Linked DNA regions of Danio rerio: region 2 is linked to region 1. Evidence: chromatin contacts called from public Hi-C data. All regions are on one chromosome and are shown on one strand. The core of a region is the stretch at or near the end of the contact, and the rest is flanking DNA. Distances in the headings are between cores, read along the strand shown.

Evidence for each region. Hi-C and Micro-C count contacts between places; a contact is called where the count stands out from the background.
Region 2: a contact with region 1 is called in a Hi-C map of embryo, with 1.6 times the contacts expected there. The contact joins two enhancer-like sites. A contact is called at or near these places in 2 of 18 Hi-C or Micro-C datasets (caudal fin and embryo).

The regions. Positions count from the first base shown.
Region 1 is chr8:24,602,992-24,606,549 of GRCz12tu, forward strand. The region is part of intron 1 of iqsec2a (IQ motif and Sec7 domain ArfGEF 2a); the gene reads right to left. Among named protein-coding and RNA genes, the nearest start is that of iqsec2a, 28 kb to the right of the region's middle. Within about 2 kb of position 1,875, at least 3 of the 62 cell types and tissues checked have an H3K27ac peak or open chromatin away from gene starts, as enhancers often do.
Region 2 is chr8:24,671,128-24,674,685 of GRCz12tu, forward strand. The region is part of intron 12 of magixa (MAGI family member, X-linked a); the gene reads right to left. Among named protein-coding and RNA genes, the nearest start is that of iqsec2a, 40 kb to the left of the region's middle. Within about 2 kb of position 1,549, at least 3 of the 62 cell types and tissues checked have an H3K27ac peak or open chromatin away from gene starts, as enhancers often do.

The DNA.
Region 1 (3,558 bases), core at 625-3,124:
CAGTCAGGCTGAATATTTAATGAAGGTTTAGATGGTTTATGCAGAGTTATGTCAGATTACCTGTATGAAGGAGTACTACAGCATACAGGATGTGTGTCATTTCGCTCCCTTGTTCTTTTATATAGAGATTGCTAATTTTTTCAAACATTTGAATTTACAAAAGAGCATGGTGTAGCTGTTCAAAAATATCATAGTGCTATTGAACTAGAAAAACAGATGTTTTCATATAATAAATTGCATTTAAATGAAATTAAAGTACATCAATTTAGCAATGTTTCAATAATTGTATTTTTTTTCTCCCATGCACATTAGGGACAAATACTAACAAAATCTCTTTAATAAATAATGCATTGCACAGCTGAACAATAAAAAAGTAAATATACTGAGCAGAGAGTCCAACTGAACGTTTTAGATAGCGAGTATTCTCGTGAATTTAGAGAACTTATGAGCAGACTGAGACACATCCAAGGTGAGAATTGCTTTTCACTGTACTCCAGCTTGACCAAGAGCTGTACAAGCTACTCTGGACAATATCAACTCAAGAATTATTTAATGTTTTTGTCTGTTAAAATAAATGTACCATTTAAAGAGCCAGTGTTGTGTAAAAAAAAAAAAACCTTTATTTAAAAAAAGTTAATAAATATGGGCATGAATGAGTTCATTTGTCCAAATAAAACAAACCAAATTAAAATTAAACGAAAGAATTCTGGTCAGAATAGCAAATGTAGAATCCTAGACTGTTCTTAGATTTGCCCAGAAATCCTAAAAACAAGATTTCTGTCAGAGGTTTGCTTAATGAGCACGAGTGGTGAACAGTGCCTGACGTTCTGTATAAAATCAATATCCATCCACTTTTATTCCACAGTGCAGTTGTCATGCCAAAAAAATGACAAATGGAATGAATTTATCTGTTCAAGTAAATCATCTGTAGCACACTGATCCACATGCTTTAATAATGGGTGTCACAATATAATCATGATGCTGTAAGTTGAATAATGCATGTGACTGATCCCTAACGGCCAATCACAGGTGTTCAGCCTCATTAAAAACATAAAACGACATTCACAATGCAGTTAATGCCCATCGTGTGATGCATTTCCAAGCCAAACAGAGCGTAATGAGGAAATATTGCAAGTCAGGACTGGGAGCATTCCAAATTGACATGACTGGCTTATGAGATTTTAGCATAGCAACATTTTTACCCTTGGCTTGACCAAAACTAGGTTGATTTTTAGGCAGGAAAAGTTAAGTTTAAAGACTTTTTGCACTGATGAATCATGCCCAATAAGACCAGAGACAATTACTAAATGTTTAAATATAGTATTTTTATATATTATTAAATATATAAAGTATTTTAGTATTTTAACATATATTTCTAAGCAACCAATGAAAATGCTCGCTCATTGGTTTGCCAAAGTAACACTTTTAAATCCACCTGGAATTAGTACTACTAGTCTAGAATGCTATGACATTTCCAGCATTTCATGATCAATTGAAAAATAATTTTGTCTTTAGTCTTGATGGACACCAGTTAAGTCTGTCAGGTTAACATTAAACACCAATAAATAATACAGCACAGACATTTCAACACCATCTAAAGCTTGAGCGGACAGTACACAGTGACAAAGACAAAGAGACAAGAAAACAAAGAGGGAGTAAATGGACAGGTATGAGGGAAATGGGGGAAGGATGAAGAAGGGAAAGAAAGAAAGAAAGAAAGAAAGAAAGAAAGAAAGATGGATAGAAACCATGGCCTGAAAGAGAAGGATGTGGAAGTGTGTAGGTAGATGGCATGAGTTCTCAGGGTTTACTGGGGTGAAACGGTCAGGAGTGATTCTGTGGGTGTCAACAGGGACCTCTGAGTGAACTTTATGCTATTACAGTATGTGCAACAGCACTTTTTAAAGGTGCAAAGGTAAACCTGAAGAGTGCAACTTTTTAGTTTACATAAAGAGCACAAATATTGATTGTTTTCAAACAAGTCTCTGAAAACTCCAATTGGTTGCTCAAGCTAAAAAGCCCCACCCAAAACTCACTTCACTGGCTGAGCTTGTTGCTATGTGGGATTCTAAAAATGTTTTGAGAACACTACAGCCTCAAAATATTTATTCTTGTAAAGGGAAATCCACTGACAAATGTGCATTAAGTGGGAATGACATTTAAAAAACACACACTTTAGCTTTCAAGGGGCTGAATGAGCAAAAAATAACATGGGAATCCACTGAAAGCTTCTAACAACAAATTCACTGCTAATTCCTTCGAGATTTTCCAATGTTTTTCAACATTTTTTAAATAAATATGTGAAAAAACCCTTTTATAAAAACATAAGAAAATCTTGAGGGAAAAAGTCCTTCGGGTTTTGACATCACGACTGCAGAACTCCATTGCCAGGATTAATCTCCTTAATTACAATACAGAATTTAAAATGCCATTGTGAACAAATATTACATAAATTTTTTTTTTTCATCTGTTTTTGTGGTTTCCTTGAATGACAGGTATAGCTGTAAGCAGCACAGTTGCAATGTTCTGGTAAAAGTCCAGCTGGGACAGTTGTTGGAAATTCACACACACACAGTCAAATCCTCAAGGGAAGGTCTGTATTGGTACATGACCTCGAACAAGCCCTTTCCTTAACTGCTCTTTCTTTCCCTTTCACACACACACTTTTAAAACTCAGTTTTGCTGCCCGGCAACAACAATAAAAAAAAAAGGCTGTCCCCATGCGTCCGTCCCCATCATGCCTGTGTGGTCACCTCAAAACCAGCTGACATACGCTATCCCACAAAAAAAAGAGAGAGAGAGAGAGAGAGAGAGAGAGAGAGAGAGAGAGAGAAAGAGACTCATCTCCCTCAGAGAACAAGCAACTCGAGTGCTAAAAACCGTATTAGCATCTTCTGCAAGTCTCTCTGGACCCATCAGAAGAGCTGATGTAAGTCGAGGGAAACATGGTGCCATCCCTAATAGACAGAGGCAGGTATCGCACACTGCTCTCTGCTGATTTTAACATGCACTGCAACTCATATGGACTGAAAAGACAGCAAACTGTAATAATAATAATAATAATAAAAATAAAGACTATTATAATTTAGACAAAAAGCAAATGTTGAGCTGGTGTACAGAGTAATAAAAGGTTCTGATGATACACAGGGGTTGTCAAATTTCAGTGGTCAATTCTATTACAAATAATTTGATGGCTCACTATCAGTTTGGACATTGTGATTTGATAGTTGGTAGAAATGAATACTAATATTCAGCGAGAAAGCATAATTTATTCAAAAATGACAGTATAATGGACATTTCTTTTGTTACAAAACATCTTTCAAAGAACTGTGGAAAAAATGGACTTGTGTGAAGAATGTGACACTGAAAACAGTCAAGGCCAAAATAGATGTTAAAAACTCATCTTTTTAATAAAATTTAATATACTAATATATTCCTCAATTATTTGCACAAAACTGGAACTTTTTCCAACTGAAAATGTTATTATTTTGCAATAGGATAATATCATGAGAGTTAGAATATGTTACAAACCCCAATATTGTACAACACATCACAAAA
Region 2 (3,558 bases), core at 299-2,798, 68 kb after region 1:
ACAGAAACACTCAGTGGTGTGGTGTGTATGGGACATGAGTGTTCTCCTCGCTAACATGCTGTTAAGCGTAAAGTTATAAGTAGGGCCAGACAGAATCTGCTGACATTTTTAGCTATTTCTGCACAGATTTTTGTTAAAAATCTGGGAATTTATACGGAATTATTTTGGGAGTATCATAACTAAAACTTAAATTTATGAAATAAAAAATAATACCTTTTTACTTTTTAGTGTTTACAATACAAATCCAATTAGATCCACATTATTTGGTAAAAAAGCCTTTCGTATAATATCTCTATTAAAAGACAGAAAATAATACTTTACGAACTTTATTGTAAATAAACTATATGAATATTTTCATATTAGTCAATATTATTACTGAAATTCATTTAAAAAAACTGAATAAATATAAATTTACAAACATTTACACAAGTAAATAAACTGAATCAATGATCAGCTAAAAATCTGCTGAAATCTGCAGAATTCTGCGCACGCAGATTCCGTGTGGGCCTAGTTATAAGCCATACACGCTAGCACCCTGCTAGCCGTTTAGATTCTTTAAACAGTTCACTTAGGTTTATTAGCTCCAATTGCCCATATACAGCAATTATTACAATATAATACCAAATAATATAACCCAAGCTTCTGTTAAAAAGCAAAAACATAAGGAAAACCAAATTGTCAAGCACAAGCACGGAACAGAAACTCAGAGATACAGATCACAGCATAACAAGTATATGGTGACTGAGCATCAGAGCCACAGTACTCATTTACATCAGGCTGACCCTGCAGAAACAAACAATCCCAGCACTGCTGTAAACAACAGCACATGAAACACTATCTGCAGTGAAACACAGCTTTAAACACAGCCTGTGTGTGTCTAACACTGAACAAACTGATACAGTATTACACATTCTGTCCAATCAGATTCAAAACACACGTCCAACTGAACACAATTCAAACACACACATACAGTAAAGTACAGTACAAGCATGCTTGCATCCCCCTTTGGGAATAAAGATGCAAAACCATCTGTTTAATATTTAGCCCTATCCAGCTTATTAGTGCAGCCATGTCTCTAAAAAAGAACAATGTAGAGCCTCACATGACATCAGGAAATCATGCTCAACTAATGATCCAGAACCTGCGATGTCTGTTAACATGGTTAAGCTTCATGAAACAGCATCAGCTGACTTCAAAACAACTCGTTCGTCTGAAAAATGGAAACAGGCATAAGATGACGCCTTAAGGATATTAAAACACAGAGAGGATACAGATAAGATACAGACAACCTCATATTGAATAAGACTGAAAGGAACATGCAGTGTTTCTCTCTCTCTCACTCATATTGCACATTCCCCACAAATGACCTCATGCAGAGGATCTATCAAACACGATAAGATTTCAGGGTGTGCAGCTCATAGTTATGTATTGTGATGAACAGTAAATCTTAACTACGAAGATGTCATACTGTAGGTGTTGTGCTGTTGACATTGTACTTCAACCGATTTAAAATAATATGGTGTATCCATGTATAATACCATAGTGAACACCTTGGCACCATAGTATATTTTACCATATACAGCGTAAAAAACAGTAAAAAAAATATAAAAATGAGTAAACCCTTTGTAACGTTTAACTTTGTAACTGTTAAGTTGACTTATATTTTACAATTATAAACATTTCTTCTTCAGATTAAGTTAAGCCAACCAATCACTTTAAAAAGCAGCAGGTTTACTCACTTTTTTAGGTAAAGTCAACTAATCGTTTTTTACAGTGTAGTACCATGTTTTGTCCATTTGTACCCTGGCAGTACCAGGATGTTGCCTAAAATGGCAAGGAGTACCGTGTACATGCAATGGCACCAAAAAATACCATACTGCCACAGTATTTTACATATATTACTATGGTTGTATCGAGGAACTTACTGTATCTGACTTGTCAGTTTCAGAGTATTCTTAAAAATACCACTGAGTAAAAACAGTATAACATGAATTTAGCACCTTAGAACAGGGATATTATGACATGGTGTGATTTAAATTTTTTACTATGATATTATTACAGTAAGTTTTTGCAATAGAAAGAAAACTAAACACCATGAAACGTGGTACTTAAAATGCAGTACTAATGGTGCCATGTCCAATGAATATTGAAGCACTGTGTCCATCACTTCCATACTGTACACATACTTTACTATTTGAGTACCAATTGTCAGAAATGAATAGATCTTCAGACAAAAATGTCAACAAAAATTACATTACAAATTACAAATGTAAAAAAATCAGGGTTCATACGGTCTTGGAAAACCTGGAAAATCTGCCAAGGCATTTTCCAGGCCTGGAAAAGTTTTGGAAAACAGAAAAGCCCACAAAGTTTTGGAAAAGTCATGGAAAACAGATATCTGTATACTTGAAAATAGGTTAGTTGTCTTGACTTCTATTCTATCCTTGGCCAATCACATACGCTCACAATATTAGTGCGGGGTAAGCATTATCTAAATAAATTTTACATAGATATAAATTAAAACTAAATAGATTGTTGCATGTTTTACAATATGTGAAAAATCATAGAAAAGTCATGAAATTTTAGTAGATAAAATGTGTATGAACCCTAAAAATTATAAATCAGGACACGTCATACCTAAACGTTTGTTGTTCTGTATTTTTAGAATTTTTTTTTTTTTTTTTTGTATAATAAGCTTTACATTATATCCCTAATTTGAGTTCAACTTGTTTAAAGAAAGGTAAGGTCATTTTATTTGTGTGTACTGTTTGCTCTAGAGAAAAAAAAAAAGTGTTTCATTTCTGAATATTTGAAAACTAATTTGAATAAACGTTTAAGTTAATATCTTTTCAGTTTCTTTTTATTAACTAACACTCACTGCATTTCAGCAGTAAGAAGCTCTGATACAGATTAGTGAGCTGAAGCCTGACTACAAAATTAAATCACAAATCAAATCGCAGTACAATATGTCAAAAAATAAATAAATAAATAAAAAATAAATAAATAAATAAATAAATCGCAATTAGATATCTTTCTTAAATCGCACAGCCCTAAATGACAGTGCCACAAAATTTAGGGAGCTACTTTACAAACATTTTAAACAGAATTACTAAAGTATTACAATGTGATCTTTTTACAGTAGCGTGTTACTGTCAGGTTTTTTTATAATAAAAAAATATTCACAAGCATGTTAATGCTATGATACAAACATTCTGCTACATGCAAATGAGATATTTCAATAATTGTTTATTTTGTTGAATTCTACTATATTCCTGTACGCAGAGATTTGTACTCTTCTGCAGTGTTGAGTCTGCTCTCGCTGGTCCAACACATCACAGAAGAATTGAGCCTTTCTTTGGCACAAACACTGGAAATATTTCAGGCATGTAAAAGCCAGGTGAACCCCAGCTCCAGGACGCTCTGAACAATGAAAGTGCAGAGCTTTAATCAAATAAAATCACTTCATAAGAGCTATCCCGTAGAGCTCAAAGACTATACTCCACCTAAACATGCATCCTATTACAAAACCTGAACACACCCCATCTCAGCTGAAGAAAA